Linked DNA regions of Sus scrofa: all the other regions are linked to region 3. A link is a contact called in public Hi-C and promoter capture Hi-C data. All regions are on one chromosome and are shown on one strand. Each heading gives the region's core, a stretch centred on a gene start, on an enhancer-like site or on the middle of the called end of the contact. The rest is flanking DNA. Distances are from core to core; before and after follow the strand shown.

Region 1 (4,180 bases), core at 1,499-3,998, 90 kb after region 3:
GATCTGAGCCGCATCTGCGATCTACACCACATCTCACGGCAGCGCTGGATCCTCAACCCACTAAGCAAGGCCAGGGATCGAACCCGCAACTTCGTGGTTCCCAGTTGGATTTGTTTCTGCTGCACCACCACGGGAACTCCAGGAGCCATTTTCTCTTAGTAATTAAAAATTAATAAATGTATGTAGTATCACATCACTTGTCACTGTATTGTGAGAACGTGGCATTTCCTAGTTGCTGCATCTAATTTTGTTGGATGGTTGTGTGGTGACTTGGTTATTTTGGGAGGCTGCAGCAGCCCTGTTAGATGGAGACAGCGTGAGGGCTCTGTTCTTAGCCCCTGCTCTTTTGCAGGATGGGGAAGGCCAGCCCATTGACATCCAGATGAAGAGCCGGATGGATGGCACATACGCCTGCTCGTACACCCCAGTTAAGCCCATCAAGCACACCATTGCTGTGGTCTGGGGAGGTGTCAACATCCCGAACAGCCCTTACAGGGTAGGTTGTGAGGTGAAATCCTGGTCGTGGTATGAAAAACCCTGATCCTGAGGCACGTCTGGGCTTTATGCCTGATGGCCAAGACAGATAGATGGAAAGAACCATGCTTGATGTGCCTGGGAGGATGGAGTGGCCCAAAAGGCCGAGTGCTCTAGATTGCCCGGAAGTAAAATGTTATAACGTCTGTGTCTTTACTCGGTCCCTGTGGAGGAGACTTTGATGACACCTTTCTCCCTGTCCTCTCTAGGTCAACATCGGGCAGGGTAGCCATCCCCAGAAGGTCAAAGTGTTTGGGCCAGGAGTGGAGCGAAGTGGACTGAAGGCAAATGAGCCTACTCACTTCACAGTGGACTGTACCGAGGCTGGGGAAGGTGAGAGGGGGGCTTCACCCAATGCAGTGACTGTTGCTTCTTAGGCAGTGAACTTTGAACCAGGAAATGCTCCACCTGAATAGGTAATTGTTCATCTAATGAGCCTCTGTGTCAGTTCTGTGATGATAGTCTTACTGATCCTCCATCCCTTCTTCATAACTGTGACTTAACACCTTTCCTTTCTCAGGGTTTGGTTTTTTTTTTTTTTTTTTTAAACTGGAAACTTCCCAATTGCTTTTCTAGAGTGTTAGCCTGAGCTGGAAGTGATTGCATGGAACATGTTCTTTCTTGTAAACCGGTGCTAATAAGCTGGTCTGTTCCAGGTGATGTCAGTGTTGGCATTAAATGTGATGCCCGAGTGTTAAGTGAGGATGAGGAAGATGTGGATTTTGACATTATTCACAACGCCAATGACACATTTACAGTAAAGTATGTGCCTCCTGCTGCTGGGCGATACACAATCAAAGTCCTCTTTGCCTCTCAGGTATGTGTTTAGCTTTTTCTGGCCGTTTGTGGGCATATTTCTTTTTTGTGCTTCTAGTGACAGGGCAGGTGTGTTGAGAACTCTTCACAGTAGTTTTCTTCTCTGGTTCCTTGAAAGCAAGGAAAAAAAAAAAAAAGACCCAGAACTAAAATTTTACAAAAGTGAAATTTTAGTTTCTAATGAAAGTGGAACCATATATTCAGTGGTTAAAAGCCAGGCTCTGGAAAGAAATTAGTTGTTATAATCTTCTGGTGGCTAAGTGGATTAAAGATCTGGTGCTGTCACTGCTATGGTTTGAATCGCTGCTGTGACTCAGGTTTGATCCCTGGCCGAGGAACTTCCATATGACGCAGGTACGGCCAAAAAAAAAGAAAAAAGAATAATAATACAGATGTAGGTTTTCTATATCCAGAATATCTAGATATGTTCTACTTAAGTCTTTAAAATGAGGACCTTGGCATTAGCTTTTAAATTTTTACAGGGAGAGAAGTTTAAAAATTTCAGATTGAGTTCATATTTACATGAGATAAGACAGGAAGAGCAGAACCCTAAAACAGGGACTGGTGGAATCCTGGTGATTCAAATTCACTTACATAAAGATGAGGGCTCTGCCAAAACATAATGGTTTTGAGCCAGCCAAATCCACTTTACCTTTTCTGCCTTTATTCTGACAGTCTGCAGCATTCTTTTTGGAGAATTATAATCACTGCATTTCTAATCAGTTCCTTGCACTCCTCAAACTGGAGCACTCTGTTATCCCTGGAGAACATTTCTTTGCTCTGACTCCATGTATTATTGTTTGGGGTTTTATTCTTAGTAGTATTTTTGCATACCAAGTACTCAGAATTTGGTGTGAAATTCTGAGAGTTGTCAGAGTTAGATTTCGTTTGTGGGAAGCCATCCTTTTACTGATGTCAGGCTCCAGGCATTCCTGAGCGACCTCTGATGGCCCTTACCTTAGCATCAGTGACTTCTGATGCTAGCATGTGAAAACCTAATCATTGGTAGCAGAGGTTTGCTCCCTACCTGCTAGAGTGGAAGGACCCCCGACCCTGCCTTTGCTTTGGCAAAGGGCTAAGTTCAGGCAGTTGCTTCAGGGACTTTCCTCCTGAGACAGTGTTTCTGCTCCAGGAAATCCCCGCCAGCCCTTTCCGAGTCAGAGTTGACCCTTCCCACGATGCCAGCAAAGTGAAGGCAGAAGGTCCAGGACTCAGCAAATCAGGTAAGAGGGCGTGTGTGCTCGAGGGCAACCTGGAGGCATTGGGAACAGTTGGCCTGGGGGCTATGAGCCACTCACCACCCTCCTCCCGGCCCCCCACCAGAGCAGGTGCTACAGTTCAGCAAGGGCCTGAGCTGCAGGGCAGTGGCTGAGTGCCAGCCCCTGTCTCCACCTAGTGCCTTGCTAGAGCTGGTGCCCATGAACTTGTCAGACTGGTTTCAAAAGGGAAATCCCTCCAGCTGGGACTGTCTCCTCACCTCATTGTCTCCTCCCAGGTGTGGAAAACGGGAAACCGACCCACTTTACTGTCTACACCAAAGGGGCTGGAAAAGCCCCACTCAACGTGCAGTTCAGCAGCCCCCTTCCTGGCGACGCGGTGAAGGATTTGGATGTCATCGATAATTATGACTACTCCCACACCGTCAAATACACTCCCACCCAGCAGGTAGGGTCCCTCCCCCTCGTGCTGGGCCGGGTCACTTTGGACATCAGGTCTATGCTCTGACCTGTGCTCACCAAAAGACTGGCTGGTTACATCAGGAGGGCCTGAAAAATTCCCCAAGAGCAAACAGAAAACTAGCCAAATTCTACTCCCCCTCCCCTCAACTTCCCACCTCAGTTTTGGGTTTTAGCAGAGAAATGCTAAATTCTTAAAAATAAACCTAATATCTGCCTCTGTTTTATATACATTCTCTCATCCTTACCAGCTGCCTTTTTATCTTTTATTAGTTACTCACAGGGAAAGAATTGCCACACCTTTGTCCTTGTTGGCCCTTTTACCTTAGTTTACCCTTTTTACAAGGTGATATAGGGGTCTTTGTCAAAGAGCCTTTGGTTCCTCAGGCCTGAAATACCACTTCAAGCACTAAATTATTCCCTTTTACGATCTAGGCTGCTTTGCTCTGATTGTTTTAGACAGTAAGGGCCTACAAAACTGCCACTTTGGGGAGTTGCACTGTGGCTCAGTGGACGCTAACCTGACTAATATCCATGAGGATGTGGGTTCGATCCCTGGCCTCGCTCAGTGGGATAAGGATCCGGTGTTGCTGTGAGCTGTTGTATAGGTCACAGATGCGGCTCAGATCTGGCATTGCTGTGGCTGTGGTATAGGCCAGCAGCTGCAGCTCTGTTTGGACCCTAACCTGAGAACTTCTGTATCCCGCAGGTGCAGCCATTAAAAAAAAAAAAGACAAAACAAAACACGATACTGCCTCTCTGTATGAATTTGTGTTTACTTGTTTAAAATTTTATTTTGCTTCATGTTCATCCATACCTCTAGGGTCTAAGGAGCACATACTCCTTTAGAAAAGCCTGGATTCCACTACTGATGCATAGTGTTCTAAACAGTCATTCCAAACCTCTGAGATGCCTCCATTCTTGAACAAGAGTCTGTTCCCCTCCCACACACCAGCACCACCCCCATCATGTGAGAAATGCATTTATAAGAGAGGAAGGGTGATGATTTCTGCAGAAGCACTGTTTGAGAAGCAGCACTCCTGCCTGGGGCCCTCTTGTGAGGAGCTGCCACAGTAGAGCAGTGCAGTGCCGATGGAGAATGGTGGAGGTGTCCCCTTATGCTGGGCACTACACATCCTCGGAGACAGAATCTT
Region 2 (4,442 bases), core at 1,875-4,374, 64 kb after region 3:
TGGAGTATTTCTGTTCCAAAGATCACAAAGGCCATCTTTGGACACCAGACAGCAAAAGTGGACCTTAACCATAAGAAATTGCCAATATTTGACCGTTTTTAACCTATTAAACATTTTTTTGGAGTTTCTTATAGCTCAGCGAGTTTGATATCCAGTCTTGTCACTGCAGTGGCTTGGGTTGCTGTGGCATGGGTTTGATTCCTGGCCTGGGAACTTCCACATGCCAAAGGTGTGACCAAAAAGGGAAAAACAAAACAAAACATTTTTAAAAATCCAGTTTCTTTAAGAAAGTCACTTAGAACTTTTTAAAAGATTAAAACCAGGATAACCAGCCATTAATGGAAATTGTGGAGGAATTTGTATTTCCCATGATCCTAACACAAGAATATAACAAAAGAACTTGGAAATTGAGTATGTCTTGGATAACATCTGCAGTAGCCATATTGCTTAGTTGAGGTCCAGTCTTCTAAGCTCCTCCTGACATTCTGAGTCCCATGTTCAAGACCTGGTCAAGGAAACTGAGTAGCTGGTGCCATTGGTGGATGACCTCACTATGGGCTCTGTTAAGGTGTTATGTTGGTTTTCAGAGCTGAATTCAGTGTATTTTGTAACAGGATCCCTTGGGCGGTAGAAAATCTTGCCTATGTGTTTTTGGTTTGGTTTTGGCATCATGTCTCTGTTCTAAGGCCCATTCCTTGGCTCTGCCACATTCAGGAAGTGGTGTGGTGTGTTTTTCATCTCCTTAAACCTAAAACCATCTCCATTTGATGTTCATGTGATGTTGGCACTGTATAAAGCTGTTAAAGGAGCTGGCTACAAGAAATGCTAAATCAATGCACATCCATTTTATGGAACGTATTGGAAGCAACTGTACAAACCCAGAGAGCTATTTTGTTGCTGCAGGCTAATCATCAGAATGTTTGCTGGTGGTGTTTTGTTTTGTTTTGTTTTTTAAACCGTGGAGTGAGGGAAGCTGGGTACATATGTCATCCATCTGCTTTTGACTGACCCGGTTCATGAGCCTTCTGTTCAGCTGAAGAGGTGTGGCTTGCCTCTTGTTGGGAACAGGAGAAGTTTTTGTGCTGTTTAGGGTTGGGTCAAGTGGTACAACTGGGGCTGTGACACCTTCAGAGAGGCCACCTGTCCAGCATGGGTCTAACCTTGTTCCTAAGCTGAATGTTAGGAGAAAATTTTCCTCTTCTTAGTTTATAAATGGCTTTTAATATGAAACCTCTCTTAGCTCAAGCTGCTGTAACAATGCCATGGACCATGTGGCTTAAACAACGGACATATATTTCTCACTTCTGAAGGCTGGTAAGTCCTGGTGTCAGGAAATTCACTTTTTGGCGAGGGCTCTCTTCCTGGCTTGCAGGAAGGACGTGATGGAGAATGAGCTCTGGTCTTCCTCTTATAAAGGCACCAATCCCATTAGGGGAGCTCCACCCTCATGATCTCAAATGTCTAAACCTACTTACTTCCCAAAGGCCCCACCTCCTAATACCATCACACCAAGGGCTAGGGCTTTAAGGTATGAATTTGGGGAGGACATAAACCTTCAGTCTATTATAAGATCATATAACTAATATGTCATTGCATTATCTCTCTATTTGATTTTTCGCCGCATCCGTGGCATGAGGATGTTCCCCAGCCAGGGATTGAACCTGCACCACAGCAGTGCCCCAAGCTGCTGAAGTGACAATGCTGCATCCCTAACCCACTGAGCCACAAGAGAACTCTTTCTGCCCCCCCTTTAAACTAGTAGCTGAATTAACAGAAATGCAGGCAATGGATGAATGAGCCAAGAAAAAGGCCAGTTGACCTATGCACTTTTTTGTAATATGCTCCAATCCCATGTGTACTTGTTTCTTCTCTCTCCTCATGTGATAGAACTTATCCTTTCTGGAAAGGGGAGTGAGTGGCCTTTTTTTTATCAGGAGGGTACATATGAACCGCTAGAACTTGTGCACAGAATTGTCTGGAGAAGGTCCTCAGCTTCCAAATGGAACAGTCACACCTCTAAAAGTTGTTTTTTTTTTTTTTTGTTTTTGGTCTTTTTTTTGTCTTTTGTCTTTTGATGGCCACACCCACGGCATATGGAGGTTCCCAGGCTAGGAGCCTAATCAGAGCTACAGCTGCTGGCCTACGCCAGAGCCACAGCAACGCCACATCCGAGTCACGTCTGCAACCTACACCACCGCTCACGGCAATGCTGGATCCTTAACCCACTGAGCGAGGCCAGGAATCAAACCCACAACCTCATGGTTCCTAGTTGAATTCATTTCTGCTGTGCCACGATGGGAACTCCTAAAAGTTTTAAAAAACAAAACTGATTTTGACATGCCAGTTTAATGTAGTTTACTGAGAGACTGACTCAATTTCTGTTTCGTTTAGGAGATGTTTGCAAAAACTTCAGTAATTACAAAGTGATTTGTTCCAGGTATTCATCTATCTTGTCATTGTTCTAGGTCATCACTCCTGAAGAAATTATTCACCCAGATGTAGATGAGCACTCGGTAATGACTTACCTGTCCCAGTTCCCCAAAGCCAAGCTCAAGCCAGGGGCTCCTCTTAAACCCAAACTCAACCCCAAGAAGGCCAGGGCCTATGGCAGAGGTAAGTACTGGCTGTGTTGGATTTGAGGTTTGTCCCCTGATCTTAGAGGTTATTCAGAATCTAGAGTGTATAGACTTAATCCTTAAGGTGCCCCAGGCCTCCTTTGTCACATGTGTTTTTACCTAAAGTTCCATTTATTGATGACCATCATTTTCTGCCTTGTGAATCTTGGCTTTCAGAAACGCTGCTGCCTTAATGTGATGGAGACGGATGAGTTGGTTGCTTTGTGATTTGGGTGCAGTAAGCCTGGGATGAAGAAAGGACTGTTGTTCCCATTTTTCAGATGAGGAATCAGAGGCCCAATCCACAGGGTGGTGGTGGGGTCAGGTGGAGGGAGGGGGTCCTCAAATTACCACAGTGGGGTAGGGGCAGGAGCCTGGGTCTAGGAGCTGCTGATTTATGTCTTCTTTGGATATGCTGAAGCGGCCTCAGATTTCCAGATGGAATAGGAGCTATTGTTAACCCCTGGCCGATACTTCCTTGCTAAGACATCCTGTTTATGATATCACCACCAACTGCCAGGAGACAGCTCAGAACATTACAGTGGGTCAAAGCATTTTGAGGAACTTGTTTTTCTGGTTGGCACCTGACTTTAGGCACATGAGCTTTTTTAAGGAGAATAGTTGCATTTCAGCCCACTGTGGTTTCTGGTTAAGATTAGCGCAGCAAGATACAATTTACTCTTTTCTCTATGAGGAGGGAAAGGAATATGTTTTATTTATTCATTTTCATGGTTACAACTGTGATAACATTCACACACAAAACATATCTGGTATATTCTCTCCTAGAATCATAGTTCTTATCATTCTGATGTTTTCTCTTGCCTGCGTGTGCACGTGTGTGCGTGATCGTTGTATTATTTGAAAATAAATTGCAGACATGGTGACATTTCACTCCTCAATACACCAGCAGGCCTCTCCTAAGACTAAGACATCCTCTTTTGTAGCTGTAATATTCATTATTACACATAAGAAAATTAACAGTAATTTCATAACAACTTATATCCAGTTTGTATTCAAATTTCCCTATTGTTCTAAAATTGTCTCTTACAATTTTGTTTGACAAACCAAGACCTGATTAAGAGTCATCACATCTGCTTTATTATTTCTCTTTAGACTCTTAATCCAGGATAATTCCCCCCCAACTTTCTTCTTATTTTTTTTAATGACATTGACTTTCTGAAGATCCAGAGCACTTGTCTTATAGCATGTCCCATCTGCTCCTTCTCTTTGAAAATAGCATCATCCTACTTGGCATCAGCTTAGTCTTAAGATGACACACGACCAGGGTGGTGGTTCTGACCATATGCTGTTCTCAGCATCAGTGCCAGGGTCCCTCTCATCATCATTTAGATCAGAGGACAGTGAGTTCTGAAATAAACTCACTTGCCATTTGAGGTCCTTTTGGCAATGAAGCTGGGTCTGTGCAATTGTTTGTTTTATATGGAAACTGGGGGTTTTGTTTGAAGCCCACTCCCTCCTTCCATATGCAGTCAGTTGAAGGTTGGCCGGTCCATGTCCACGCTTGCTTTGAAAGTGCTTTCTCTTAGCTATAACCAAAGATAGTAGTTGGAATAAGGGATCTCTGATTTTATTTTATTTTTTATTTTTTGTCTTTTTGAGGGTCGCACCTGAGGCATATGGAAGTCCCCAGGCTAGGGGTACAATCGGAGCTGTAGCCGCCGGCCTACGCCACAGCCACAGCAACACCAGATCTGAGCCGAGTCTGCGACCTACACCACAGCTCACAGCAACGCCAGATCCTTAACCCACTGAGCGAGGCCAGGGATCGAACTCGAAACCTCATGGTTCCTTGTCGGATTCGTTTCC
Region 3 (4,119 bases), core at 1,037-3,536:
AGGGATCAAACCTGTGCCACAGCAGTGATAATACCGGATCCTCAACCCACTGAGCCACGAGGGACCTCCAAGATTTTGTATTTATATATATATATTCTTTTTTCTCACATTATCCTCCATCCTGTTCCATCACAAGTGATTAGATATAGTTCTCTGTGCTATACAGCAGGATCTCATTGCTTATCCACTCCAAATGCAATAGTTTGCATCTATTAACCCTAAACTTCCAGTCCATCCCACTCCCTCCTCCTCCCCCTTGGCAACCACAAGTCTGATCTCTAAGTCCATGAATTTCTTTTCTGTGGAAAGGTTCATTTGTGCCCTATATTAAATTCCAGATATAAATGATATCATATGGTATTTGTCTTTCTTTTTCTGACTTCACTTCGTATGAGAGTCTCTAGCTCCATCCATGTTGCTGCAAATGGCATTATTTTGTTCTTTTTATGGCTGAGTAGTATTCCATTGTGTATACATACCACATCTTCTTAATCCATTCATCTGTCAATTGACATTTAGGTTGCTTCCATGTCTTGGCTATTGTGAAGATTTGGTATTTATTGTCTTTGTCAGGCAAACCTGTAGAATGCAGTTAAAATGCTCCCTGCAAAAATGCATGCCTTGAGGTGTTTGGCCCTCATCTTTTATCAAATATTGATAAAGGGCCACTTAAAGACCTTGTCACTAAGGCTACCCTCCTCCATCATGCTCCATCATGGTTGCTGAGTCCTGGTCACTCCGCATAAACTGCTTTCTAGTGAACTCTTAAGTGTCTTCTAATTGGATGGAGAGTTTCACCAGACACATCCTAAGACAAGGATGTCTCACTCAGAGTGAAGTGGACTGGATATTAATTTACATGCAGAACTTAAATTTAGTTATTCGTGTCAAGGTCTGGTGAAAACAGAAATATCTCATAAGAAAGGAGAACTTTAGGAGTTCCCATCATGGCTCAGCAGTTAACAAATCCCACTAGCATCCATGAGGATTTGGGTTTGATCCCTGGCCTTGCTCAGTGGGTTAAGGATCCGGCATTACTGTAAGTTGTGGTGTAGGTCGCAGACGTGGCTCGGAGCGGAGGTGCTGTGGCTCTGGCATAGGCTGGCGGCTACAGCTCCAATTAGACCCCTAGCCTGGGAACCTCCATATGCTGCGGGTGTGCCCCCCCCCCCAAAAAAAGAACTTTGGTGCATTATCAGCTGCTGAGTGAGCTGAAGTGATCGCATTAGTCCCAGTCTCACCTAATAGCAGAGAGGATGTCCCTTTGGGAATGAGGCCCTGGCTGATACATTTTGATGAGTGCCTTTGGGTGGAAGAAAGCATGAGGAACAAGAACCCTTGGGCACGGGGTAGGTAACATTACCAACACTGCCTACTGGTGAATCTGCTACTCACAAAGGCAAGGCCCAAGCTGGGAAGAGCATGGGGGCTTTTAGGTGTAGTACATACTTTGGAGTTAGACCTAGGTTCAAGTTCAGCTTTATCCAGTCCTTACCAACTGACCTCCAGCAAATCTCTTCACTTAATCACTCAAGAGGGGAATGAGCCTTCAAAAAATTATTGATCTCAACAATGGGCTAGGGTCAGGGCCAGGTAATAATACCTTCTCTCCCTCAAGGCTGTTTTGAGCATTTCCAGTGAGTGAGGCAATCTGTCAGAAGAAAGCACTTTACCTTGTTTACAAATGACCTGTTATAGAGCATCCCAACCACAGATCTGCTGGCTTCTTCCACAGCTGGAAGCCCTTGACATTCATTCTGCCCAATGCCTCTTCCCAGATGGATCCTTAAGATAATTAGAGGAAGATGTGACTATGGAGAATGGGAGAGATAACAGTGTAGAAAAACTCAGCCTGATGTGGCTGGTTTTGAAGATGGAGGAAGAGGACATAGCCAAGAAATTCAGGAAGCTTCCAGAAGTTGGAAAGGGCAAGGGAATGGATTCTTCCCTTGAGCCTCCAGAAAGAAATGCATCCTGCCAATACCTGGATTTTAGCTCAGTGAGACAAGTGAGGGACTCTAAACTAAAAAAAAGCAAGATAACAATGTGTGTTTTTGTTTTTTAAAAACAGAGCTTTGGTAATTTGTTACAGGAGCATTAGGAAACTAATACACACAGTAAATTATCATTCATTTGTATCACTGCCATTAAGCTTTTTGTGATGGTTTTATATTTTTCTCATATATTAGTCTATGAAGTCTAGGTTAAGTTATAAGTTTGTCTTATCATTGGTTGGCAAGCTCTAGGAAGGTTAGCACGCAGTAGGCACTCAATAAATACTGTGACTGACAATTCATACGAGTTTAATTAATATGAAAAGTAAAATGTCCATTACTTTCACGATGTCCTCCAGGACCTAACATAGTGCCTGGCACAGCAGGAACTCAATAAAAATCCTTATGGAATCTTATTGAACCTAGATGGAAAAAGTACCTTCTGCACCAACTCCATTCCCTGTGATCTACGCCGTCGTCCCTGTCCATTCCGTCCAGCCCAGATCCCTACTTCTGCAAGTGCCCTCACTATGGGACCTGGTGACCTTCCTCTTGAGTAGCCGGACATCTCCTGCCTAGCTTTCTTCTGCAGAGGCAATGAACACCGAGCGCCGGTCCCGGACGCCTTGCAGCTCGCAGGGCGCAGTGCTCATTTGGAGCTGCAGGGGGCAAGCGTGACCCGGGAACTCCCGCCAGAGGGTCGGGACGGGGCGGAGCTTCAGGGGCGGGTCGTCTCAGTGCGCAGGCGCGGGGCCAGGCGCCTCGCGCGGCCAGGGGCAGGCGGGCGCAGAGCAGTCCCGGCCGCGGCTTTGGTAGCAGCGAGTTCGAGCCCCGCTCCCGCTCCGCTTTGGTTTTCGCTCCCCCGGCCCTTGGGCCTCCCGACGCCAGTCCCCGGCAGCTCACTGCTCATAGCGCTCTCCCCGCCGCCAAGATGCCGGTAACCGAGAAGGATCTGGCGGAGGACGCGCCTTGGAAGAAGATCCAGCAGAACACGTTCACGCGTTGGTGCAACGAGCACCTCAAGTGCGTGAACAAACGCATCGGAAACCTGCAGACCGACTTGAGCGACGGGCTTCGGCTCATCGCGCTGCTGGAGGTGCTTAGCCAGAAGCACATGTACCGCAAGTACCACCAGCGGCCCACCTTCCGCCAGATGCAGCTTGAGAACGTGTCCGTGGCGCTCGAGTTCCTGGACCGTGAGAACATCAAGCTCGTGTCCATCGGTGAGTGCCCTGGCCGAGCCGTGCGCCGGCGTGTACTTCTCGCGCCCCCGCGCGTGCGCCCCTGAGGAGACTGAGGCTCCCTGTCGCGCGCCTCCGCCGCGTCCAGCAGCCACCGGCTGGATGTGGGCACAGAGGCCGGGGTGGGTGGGGGTGAGGACAAAGGGGACCTAGGCACCCTCCTGCATGCCGTTCCCTGGGGTGCTGTCTTACAGTGATAGTTCCTTGCCTTGCGCCGGGGCCGTGCGCCTTTGGCGGGCGATGGGTTGAGGGTTCATGTTGGGGCCGCTTGGGGGGAGTGCGGGCTGTGGCACTTGGGGTGCCCCTGCGGAAGCTGGGGGACTGGAAACCTCTGGTCGGCAGTCCCCGGGGGTGGGGCCCTAGTCAGACGCTCCCTGGAGCGCTCGCCCAGCTGCGCCCAGGCCGATGCGCTGGGCGGTCGCCTGATGGGCGTTGGCTCGGAGGCCAGGTGCGGAGGCCTTGGGGAGGGAGTGTGCTCCGAAACTGGGGCCCTGCCGCCTAGGTGGAGACGGGGGCCTGGGACCCTCCCTCGCCGTCTCCGGAAGGGGAGCCCGGGGGTGTGGCATTCGCGCTCGCTCTGGCCCCGCGCTGCGAGCTGAGCCAGCTCTCGCCTCTGAAGATACTATTGAGAGTCGGCGGCGGTAGCGGCCGCTTGTAGGGAGCTAGTGCGCGCTGTGTGCCAACAGCCTCCTGTTAACTCGGTCCTTACACACCCCGTGAGTTGGGGCGTGTAAGACAAGAGGGTCCAGAGGGTTAACGGGCTTGCCCAGGGCTATGGAAGTAGAGAGGGTCTAGCCGAGAATTGAAGGAAGCGGGTGACAATTAAAGGAGACTTGGCCTTCCTCTCCCCGCCCTCCCCACACCAGGGTCTTCCTGAGAGGAGG

Evidence for each region. Promoter capture Hi-C pulls out the DNA fragments that hold promoters and counts their contacts. A called contact is a pair of places that touch in the nucleus more often than the background predicts.
Region 1: a Hi-C map of omental adipose tissue shows a contact between it and region 3, with 1.7 times the contacts expected there. The contact joins the enhancer-like site here to the promoter of FLNB in region 3. A contact is called at or near these places in 3 of 5 promoter capture datasets (fetal liver, fetal skeletal muscle and liver), 15 of 47 Hi-C or Micro-C datasets (alveolar macrophages, brain, embryonic fibroblasts and 9 more) and 1 of 2 datasets of contacts at active chromatin or transcription factors (skeletal muscle).
Region 2: a contact with region 3 is called in a promoter capture Hi-C map of liver, with 2.5 times the contacts expected there. The contact joins the enhancer-like site here to the promoter of FLNB in region 3. A contact is called at or near these places in 2 of 5 promoter capture datasets (fetal liver and liver), 12 of 47 Hi-C or Micro-C datasets (embryonic fibroblasts, heart right ventricle, liver and 5 more) and 1 of 2 datasets of contacts at active chromatin or transcription factors (skeletal muscle).

The regions. Positions count from the first base shown.
Region 1 is chr13:39,876,988-39,881,167 of Sscrofa11.1, forward strand. It overlaps FLNB (filamin-B), which reads left to right. Exons shown (of 46, transcript XR_002337597.1): 14 at 353-496; 15 at 744-867; 16 at 1,191-1,351; 17 at 2,483-2,573; 18 at 2,846-3,015. Among named protein-coding and RNA genes, the nearest start is that of FLNB, 90 kb to the left of the region's middle. Within about 2 kb of position 2,749, at least 9 of the 83 cell types and tissues checked have an H3K27ac peak or open chromatin away from gene starts, as enhancers often do. A contact at or near this core is called in omental adipose tissue, where this site is marked.
Region 2 is chr13:39,850,582-39,855,023 of Sscrofa11.1, forward strand. FLNB (filamin-B) reads left to right here. Exons shown (of 46, transcript XR_002337597.1): 4 at 2,466-2,613. Among named protein-coding and RNA genes, the nearest start is that of FLNB, 64 kb to the left of the region's middle. Within about 2 kb of position 3,125, at least 8 of the 83 cell types and tissues checked have an H3K27ac peak or open chromatin away from gene starts, as enhancers often do. A contact at or near this core is called in liver, retroperitoneal adipose tissue and subcutaneous adipose tissue, where this site is marked.
Region 3 is chr13:39,786,973-39,791,091 of Sscrofa11.1, forward strand. It overlaps FLNB (filamin-B), which reads left to right and starts at 2,287. Exons shown (of 46, transcript XR_002337597.1): 1 at 2,287-3,217.